2 separate regions of the Gossypium arboreum genome follow, and region 1 is linked to region 2. The links are chromatin contacts, called in public Hi-C maps. All regions are on one chromosome and are shown on one strand. The core of a region is the stretch at or near the end of the contact, and the rest is flanking DNA. Distances in the headings are between cores, read along the strand shown.

The links. A called contact is a pair of places that touch in the nucleus more often than the background predicts.
Region 1: a contact with region 2 is called in a Hi-C map of leaf, with 4 times the contacts expected there. The contact joins the promoter of LOC108460791 here to the promoter of LOC108458286 in region 2. A contact is called at or near these places in 4 of 5 Hi-C or Micro-C datasets (all in leaf).

What each region holds. Positions count from the first base shown.
Region 1 is chr6:84,534,709-84,538,987 of ASM2569848v2, reverse strand. LOC108460791 (cysteine--tRNA ligase 2, cytoplasmic-like) reads left to right here and starts at 2,822. Exons shown (of 10, transcript XM_017760444.2): 1 at 2,822-3,051; 2 at 3,271-3,530; 3 at 3,615-3,678; 4 at 4,068-4,229. The coding sequence starts at 3,301.
Region 2 is chr6:84,383,695-84,388,201 of ASM2569848v2, reverse strand. LOC108458286 reads right to left here and starts at 3,010. Exons shown (of 2, transcript XM_017757632.2): 1 at 2,636-3,010; 2 at 2,148-2,548. The coding sequence starts at 2,858. The coding sequence ends at 2,394.

The DNA of each region.
Region 1 (4,279 bases), core at 1,573-4,072, 150 kb before region 2:
TGACTCATAATCTTTATATGAACTATCATCTGAGTCAGATGCTTCTCCTCCAATATCTCCCCCTAAAGTATTTTGTTCAACATCAAATCCTAAACCAAAAAAGGAAAATAAAACAATATATTAGTACCAACAAATTGCACAAAAATTCAAACCTGAAAACAACATTATATCAACTCCAGTTCAATTTCAAACAACATAACTAATGAATTGATGAACATTTTAGGACATTCGAATAACAGTCGATGTTCATATTTGAATAGTATTAAAATACATAATCTAGAACATAAAAATAGTAGCCATTATTCACATTTTGATAAGATAAATATCTACATTAAGGGACATTATGGCAACAATTATAAATTGTATTTGGATAGCATAAATATACACATTAAAAGATATTTTGGCAGCAGCTGTAAATTACAAGTGCAAATTGGTAACACATTGTGGCAAAATTAGGGAACTTCAATCCTTCCTTAGACAATCAGAGTGAAGTTAACATTATATACATCTTTAAATCAATTATTTGTTATACATTTGCGTCAAAATACACCCAAGTTAAAATGAAAAGCTGAACATAGACATAAGCATAAAGGACTGACAAAGAATAATGTTTGTTTTGCTAAGATGACGACAAAAATTGAACAATCACAATTCATAATATCAATCTGCAAGTCTGAGAAGATTACAGATTTCAAAACCTAACTGTCAACTTAAAGGTCTAAAGTCAAATGCTGAGTTGGTTATAACATGTAATTAAGTAATGAAACTTGCATTTACAATTTATCGAAGGAATCAAGCTGCCACAATATATACAAATGATTAAGTTCAAACTATACAAATTACATTAAAAATAAAATGATAATTACAAAAGAATAAAAAAGAAAGCCTTTTTCACTAGCAGTAACATGCAGAGCGAAGAAATAAAATAATTTTAAATCCAAATTTGAGTAAAACCAAGTTCTTAGCAGAAATTATGCAAAACCCACATCAGAAATACAATTAATCATGTAGAGTCTCCAAGTACCAATCAGATAAAACTAATAACATATATATATAGTTTAAAGAAAACAAAAACTATTAACCAATTAGCTCTAAACCAAAATTTACCTAAGACCAGCAAAAAAAAAAAATTTGCAAGGTAGTTCAACACAAAATCACAGTAAAAAAGAATAATCTGGAATAAAAAGGAAAGCCCTTTTCACCAGCAATAACATGCAGAGCAAAAAAATAAAACGATTTTAGATCCAAATTTGTGTAAAACCAAGTTGTTAGTAGAAATTATGCAAAACTCACAACAGATATACAATTAATAATGTAGAGTCTCAAAGTACCAAGCAGATAAAACTAATAACATAGAAATATAGTTTAAAGAATACAAAAGCTACTAACCAATTAGCTTGAACCAAAACTTACCTAAGACTAGCAAAAAAGAATGATTGCAAGGTAATTCAGCACAAAATCAGCAATAAGAAAGAATAATTTGGAATAAAAAAAGAAAGGCCCTTTTCACCATCAGTAATATGCAAAACAAAGAAATAAAATGATTTTAGATCCAAATTTGAGTAAAACCAAGTTGTTAGCATAAATTATGCAAAACCCACATCACAAATACAATTAATGATGTAGAGTCTTCAAATACTAAGCAGATAAAACTAATAACATAGAAATATAATTTAAAGAAACACAAGCTACTAACCAATTAGCTCTGAACCAAAACTTACCCAAGACCAGCAAAAATAAAAAAAAGATTGCAAGGTAATTCAGCACAAAATCAACAATAAGAAAGAATAATCTGGAATACCCTCAAAGAGATTGTGAACATACAAGTTGATTCAGATCAGAAAAAATTTGATTGAAAAACCAATTATTCAAGAATTATGAAAGAACTAGAAAATATACTGATTAGGAACAAGAATAGTGAAAGTGGCAGCCCTTTTCTGAAAAATTTACAATTAGCTTGAATGAAACAGGTTCATGAAAACATGTTTTTGGTTGCATTTTATGGGATGTCTATTTACACAAAATAAAATACATGTTCAAAAACAATTTTAAAAAGTCGAAGAAAATATCAATAATTTTAATTTAGGATTTTCATTAAACAATAAAAAAATCTAATCTTTTATTTTTCAGTATTGAATAAAAGAGGTACAAGAATGCAAAGAAGACATACTTGGACCTTCCATTAAATCCAATTTTTTGAAGCAGTCAATTTGATTTCAACTATTTTGATATTGATAATAATTTTTCCATCAAATAAAATAAAAAACTAAAAAGAAGAGAGGGAAAAAAAAAAAAAGAAGAGGTAAACAATTTTTTAGTTAAGGTTTAGGTTTAAAAATTTTAATTAATTAAATTTATTTAATTAAAAATTTATTTTCATATCATTTAGAAATCCAAGTTGACACCTAAAATCTAGTTGGACTACCATGTAGGATTATCGCTAGAGAGATAACGAAACTTGATGGTAGAATGATCACTTCGTAACAAAATAATAACATAAGTGACTAAAACTAACATTTTAAATATAAGTGAGTAAAATGTAACATAAAGCAAACAAAGTGACTATTAAATTATATATCAAAAAGTTATTCTAAAACTATTATGAATACTATCTCATATCGCGTTGGATTAATTATTAAATACTTTTAGGTTAAATCATAAAGTAACTAATTGAATATTAAAATATACTTTCTTAGAATTTTTTTATATTTAAAATTTAATTTTAGTAGTTTTATTTTTACAAATTTAATCCTTCTTTTTTTTTAAAAATATTTTAATTTAAATATTTAAATCTGGGAACCAAAAATATATAAGGAAAAGAAGTGTCAACCAAGTTGGACCTTCCCTTTATATACAGGTTATATATATTTCCATTAAAAATTCCCGACCCATTCTCATCTCAATTCAGACATCCCGCCGCAAACAAGCCTCTCCATCTCCTTCTCCTGTCCCTGACCCAAGCTCTCTCTTACACTCAAGTTTCCTACAAACCACAAAATTGAATAGGATACTTTTTGGAACCCTAAACTTAATGAGTCATGAGATTTTGAGGTATGGCTCGGTTTGTGTTGTCTGCTGTCTGCCTCTGCACCACTCTGCTGTATTTGATTTTCTGTGTCCGATCTTACTCTCTCTTATCCTAATTTTTAGAAAGGCATCGGTTTAGCGGAAATGGCGGATTGTTATAGCTTCTAATTTCCATTACACTGCTATTTGGGGTGTCGGACGGAGTTTAAATCTGACATTAACGCTTGCGCAAATTCTGTCTAGGGTTAGGGTTTTGTTGCCCTTAATCAAGGCATGGATTCTTCAAAGCAAGAAACAAACCAGAAAAAAGCTTCTAAAACGATGGCTAAGAAGGAAGCCGAAGAATTCCAATTTGTTGTTTACAATACTATGACTCAGCAAAAAGAGGTTTTCAAGCCCAAAACCCCTGGAAAAGTTCGCATGTATGTCTGCGGTGTCACTGCCTATGATTTCAGTCACCTTGGCCATGCTCGTGCTGCCGTTTCCTTCGATGTCCTTTACAGGTGTATAATTTTTCTTGGAGACATTCCTTATGCTTTTCCGGCCTTTATTTTTAAAATTGGTTGCTGACTATTGGAATTGTACAGGTACCTTAAGCATTTGGGTTATGAGGTTACTTATGTCAGGAATTTTACTGATGTTGATGATAAGGTTTGAATTTTGATTTGATTGGCTCTTTGCTTTCGGTTTTTGGTGTTTTAGTTGAGAGCAATGGCGTTTTTGATGTTGAAAAGATACTTATCATTTGAATCTGATGCATTCAGCTTATGTATTTATGATATTTGGGGGGCGAAACCTCAACTTATTAGTTGTTTTCTCCTTTTGAGCTTATTGAACAAGAGCTTAAAGACTTCTATTTGATATGTTAATCTGTTTTAAACTTATTTAAGATCATTCTTTCTGGAGATGTTATAGAGAATGCACTTCCTTGTTTCCAATGTTTTACCACTTCTACTTTCTGATTAATAGTCCATCTCTTATATGTCAACAACCATTATGTCTTCCTCATATTATGAGAGCTACTGATTGGACTTTTGCAGATAATTCGTCGAGCCAATGAGACTGGAGAAGATCCAATAAGTTTGAGTGACCGGTACTGTAAAGAATATAATATAGATATGAGTGATCTACAGTGTCTTTCTCCAACACATGAGCCGCGCGTTTCTGATCACATGGAGCAGATCAAAGATATGATAACTCAGGTTTCCTTCCTATTGAATATGCTAGTTTTATTTTGTAGAAATATGGATAC
Region 2 (4,507 bases), core at 1,761-4,260:
GAAATTGTTGGGTCAAGTGAGCCCTAACTTTGATTTTCCTTTTTAGTAGCTTCCAATGGAAATGCCTAAAAATAGCATTGAAAAAATATATCGGTTTTTATCGTCTTTAAAAACATAAAATTGAACATGTTAATAGTTGAGTTGTCCTGGATATTTTAATTGCTACTTTCTTTTGAAAACTACCAACTTTTTATTCGTAGAGGCTGGAGCTTTGGTGCATTCTCCTTATTCTCTAATGCATAGCAAGTTCAAATTTGTAAGTTTTAAGAACTTTATTAGGTATAAGTATGGTATGTACTATAAGTCAAAGCCTGACCTCTTTTTGAAAATGTAATCAACCTTGTTTCTGAATCAAAACAAGTGTTAGGAAATTTCAAATTTATCAGCAATGTGAAGGATGAAGAACTCTTGATTGTTGACATGTTCTTGGGTTCTTTTTAAAGGAAGAAAAAAAGAAGATTAAACTACTGCTCAAACTTCATCTTTTTTACATTAATTATGAAATGGAACTTTTTTCCCTCTAGATTAATATTAAAAATTAAATTGTAAAGTTTCGTGATAACATAATTCTGTTTTTATTTCCTAAAAAACAGTTCCTGAAAATATTATTTCAAAAATTCTATCAAATAGCAAAACGTATTTTTCAAAAAATTTATCTAAACACTAAAAAGTATTAACTTATTCAAAAAAATTACAGGAATAACCCCTGAAGGCAGAAATTGGTATCCAGCAAACAGAAAAGCTTTTTATTCATAAGGATATGAAGAGGATAGTAAGTTATCCGATTTCTGAAATCAAGCAAAGCCACTGAATCAGATTCATTTGCAAAATTAGACTCCAAACACTAACTCGGCAACAAAAGTAAATGTAAAATCCCCCTCAAAGAAAAAACTACAAGGGAGCAAACAAGTGTATTTCATGCTTAAGGAAATACCAAGTCGCACAAAATAAAAAAATTAAGTAATAAGAATCCAATGCATATGAAATATGCAGAAAGATATACAAAACAGAAAGGAAAGGAGAATTCATTGGAGGATGAAACTTCCATAAAACATATCAAGGGCGTAAACACTCAACAACAAGATGGTCCAGATTATTAAGATGATTAAACCTCTTGCTCTTTTGACTTTTGGTGAAAACTAGAGATCATGAGTGTAATTATTTCCATTATAGATGTAAATGTAATGGCAATGCTTAATGCTTCAGCAGATTAAGGCCAGAGTATACATTAGTGGAAATGTTTGGTGAATAACAACAAATTGTTAATATCATAGTGTTCTTCACACTCAGAAAATTTGTTCAAACGCTCATGTTTCCAAGTTGCACAAACAACTGTGACATTTGATCCCAAGGAAAAAGGAAAACCAGAAACAGAAGAGAGAAAGAGAAAGATGCATGATGGAGGCAGCACTCATTATCTCAAGCAAAAGTTTCAGATTCCGATAAAGGAAATTCAGGGGGGGAAAAAGCTTGAATACAATGCAAGATGCATGATGGAGGCAGCACTCATTATCTCAAGCAAAAGTTTCAGATTCCGATAAAGGAAATTCAGGGGGGGAAAAAGCTTGAATACAATGCATGGCACCACTGAGAAATAGTAACACAAGAAAAGGCTAATCAAAGCATCCATGTTTAGATGAGTAATGGTAGCAAACAATATGATAGATATTCAACCCATTATCTCTAAAAACTCATGGTTCCTTATGGAAGAACAAAGAATATAGAATGTCATCTCCGAGAGTTTACAGTTTTACTCTTTACCAATAGAAAGTCATTTCTTCATTTTTCAAGGGATGCCGGTAAAAACCGGTTGTTATCATCTATAATTTACTCTCATATGCATGCTAACCTTACATGACCTCGTACAGACCATCTTAGTTCCGCCCTATAGATACTTAAACAAAGCAATTTAGTTTATTCCCACATTTTAGACAAACCCTCTTTCAATTTTGTTTTAATCAATTACTTCTACTCAATGCTTTTATTCTCCTCCTACTTTTTTTTCTTCCATTTTTTTTTAAGTTTTCAATTAGCAAACAAGCTTAACTCAATAGAACCTTAGTAAAACATATATAATTCGACACCAAAAGGAACTAAAGTAGGAACACTGAATTAGAATAATCCCATTAAGGGAAGTAAAAGCAACCTTTGAATTCTTAACAGTATTTAGCATTATTTCAGAATTTAGCTCACTGGTTTTTATCATTTAATTAGATACTAAGAAAATTAGCACCTAAGCTACAGTATTACTAATTAATATTTCAAATAAAAAAGAAAAGAAAAGCGTAACAACTCAGTGTTATCTCGTTCAACTAGACAAACTCGACGGTAATAGTATTACAACATAAAAAGGATAAAAAGGCAAGAAAAATTTGGGAGTAGAGACTAGAGAATCAAAGATTACGCTTCCCCCTGATCCTTCCCTTACCTTCGGCGCGGCGCTTCTTTTTGGCGATCTTCAATTTCTTTTTGGACATCTTTCCTATTCTACCAACAGCTCTCAAGGAGGCCTTGGTCTTGTTTTCATCACTGTCAGCCATTTCCACCTCTGTCCAATGGCAGAAAACAAATGAATTACATATATAAACAGAAGGGAAAAAGAAAATCTGAAATTGAATCATATGTATATATATACCCATGGAGTTTAGATTGGTTATTGCGGAACTGGGTGCGGTAACTTGTTCTTCGAGCTGCATAGAACCAGAGGGTGGGGAAGAGGCGGGCAGCTTAGGGGCAGCCAGGGCAGCCTCTATGGCAGCCATCTTAGCTTCATCTTTCTTCTGATAGAAAGGTTCCACTATTTCCCTCCTTATGGCTCTCAGCCTCTTCTCTCTCTTCGATCTCATCGACTTTGCCATTTTCTTTTTAGGATTTTCCCTTGTTCTTAATTGTTAAGAAGAAAATATTGCTAGGGTTTCTGTTTCTTTCTATTACTCCAGAGTCTAGGGTTTTTGGCATTTATTTATACGAGTCTCACTTCTTGCTTCAGGTTTGTTTGGTTGTAGGGCCGCCTTTATCCTATCCAACTTGCAAATACGGTTTCCTGAACGTACCGTTTCATAAATTATTTATCCAATCTAAAGAATAATAGAGTTCCTGAATCCTGATGTAGGCCCTACTCTAAACTATTATGACCTGTTCCAATTATATAGTACAAAAGGTTCAATTTTTGTTGTTAGAGTCTCTATTTTGTGTAAATTGTAGATTTTGTACATGTATTTTAATTTGATTAATTTTAGTCTTTATGTTTTTTGAGTTTTGAAATTTAGTTCTAACGCGATAGTAACAGTTAAATCTGTTTAGTTAAATTATGTCATTAGTCTTACTTTAATTTGATTAATTTGAATCTTTATGCTTTTTGAGTTTTGAAATTTAGTTCTAACGCGATGGTAACAGTTAAATCTATTTGGTTAAATTATGTCATTAGTCTTGTTTTATATGTAAAGTTATAGATTTAGTCCACATTCATCCTCCTTAATGGTTATATTTTTTTTTAATTTCAAAATTTTAATCTTAATGCAAACGACAATCATTAAATTTAATAACCGATTTTTGTAAGTAATATGTGAAAATAACAAACAGACATAGCATTATATATTTGATAATATGTTTGACACATTAAATTTTAAAAATAATATAACTTAATTAGTTTAATAATTATCACTTAGTTAGGATTAAAATTTTTAAATTCTAAAAATACAGATGCAAATGAATAAATTAAAGTACGTGTATTAAATCAGTAACTTATGCAAAGTATAGGGTCTTATTGCAAAATTTGAGCTACAAAAACCAATTAACCCAACCTTAGTAATCACATTATTTAGGAGGAATAGTTAGAGTTGTCCATGGTCAGGCCGAGCCAAGGCTCGGTTCCAAAAAAAATTCATGCCAAAGCTCATTTTCAGGTCAGCTAGACCAGCCCAAAAGATCCAATTTATTGTTCAAGAATCAATAAAATATTTAAAAATGCATTTTAATTGATATTTTATATATTTTATAATTAAAAGTAAACTTAAAAAATATTTTTTTATTTAAGTTGAATTCAGGTTGGGTCGGCTAGTGATACAAAAATCATTGTTCAAATCTGACCAAAGTTGAGCTATGCAAGCTACCCAACCTTTGCGCAGGTCTAGGAATAGTTATGAATTTTGAATAATAATTATAAAATGAAAATGAAATATAAAAAAGAAAAAAAATTAAAATCATAAGGCGTGAATATTTTTTAAAGTAAACTACACCATGATCACTCTAAAATAGGGTTTGTCTTATTTTGATCACTCTAAATTTTTTTCTTAATTTAGTCAAGATAATTGTTAGAATTAGTCACTATCATTAAAATTTTTATTAATCCGCCAGTGGATTGCTGACATGGCACATTAACTCATTGAGTGGTTGGCATTTGACACTGACTAAAATTAGGGACTTCTCTATAATTATTTCAAAATATTTTAATTGTTTTTTAACGTGAGGATTTAAACTTAAACCCAAAATACATGAAATGATTTTT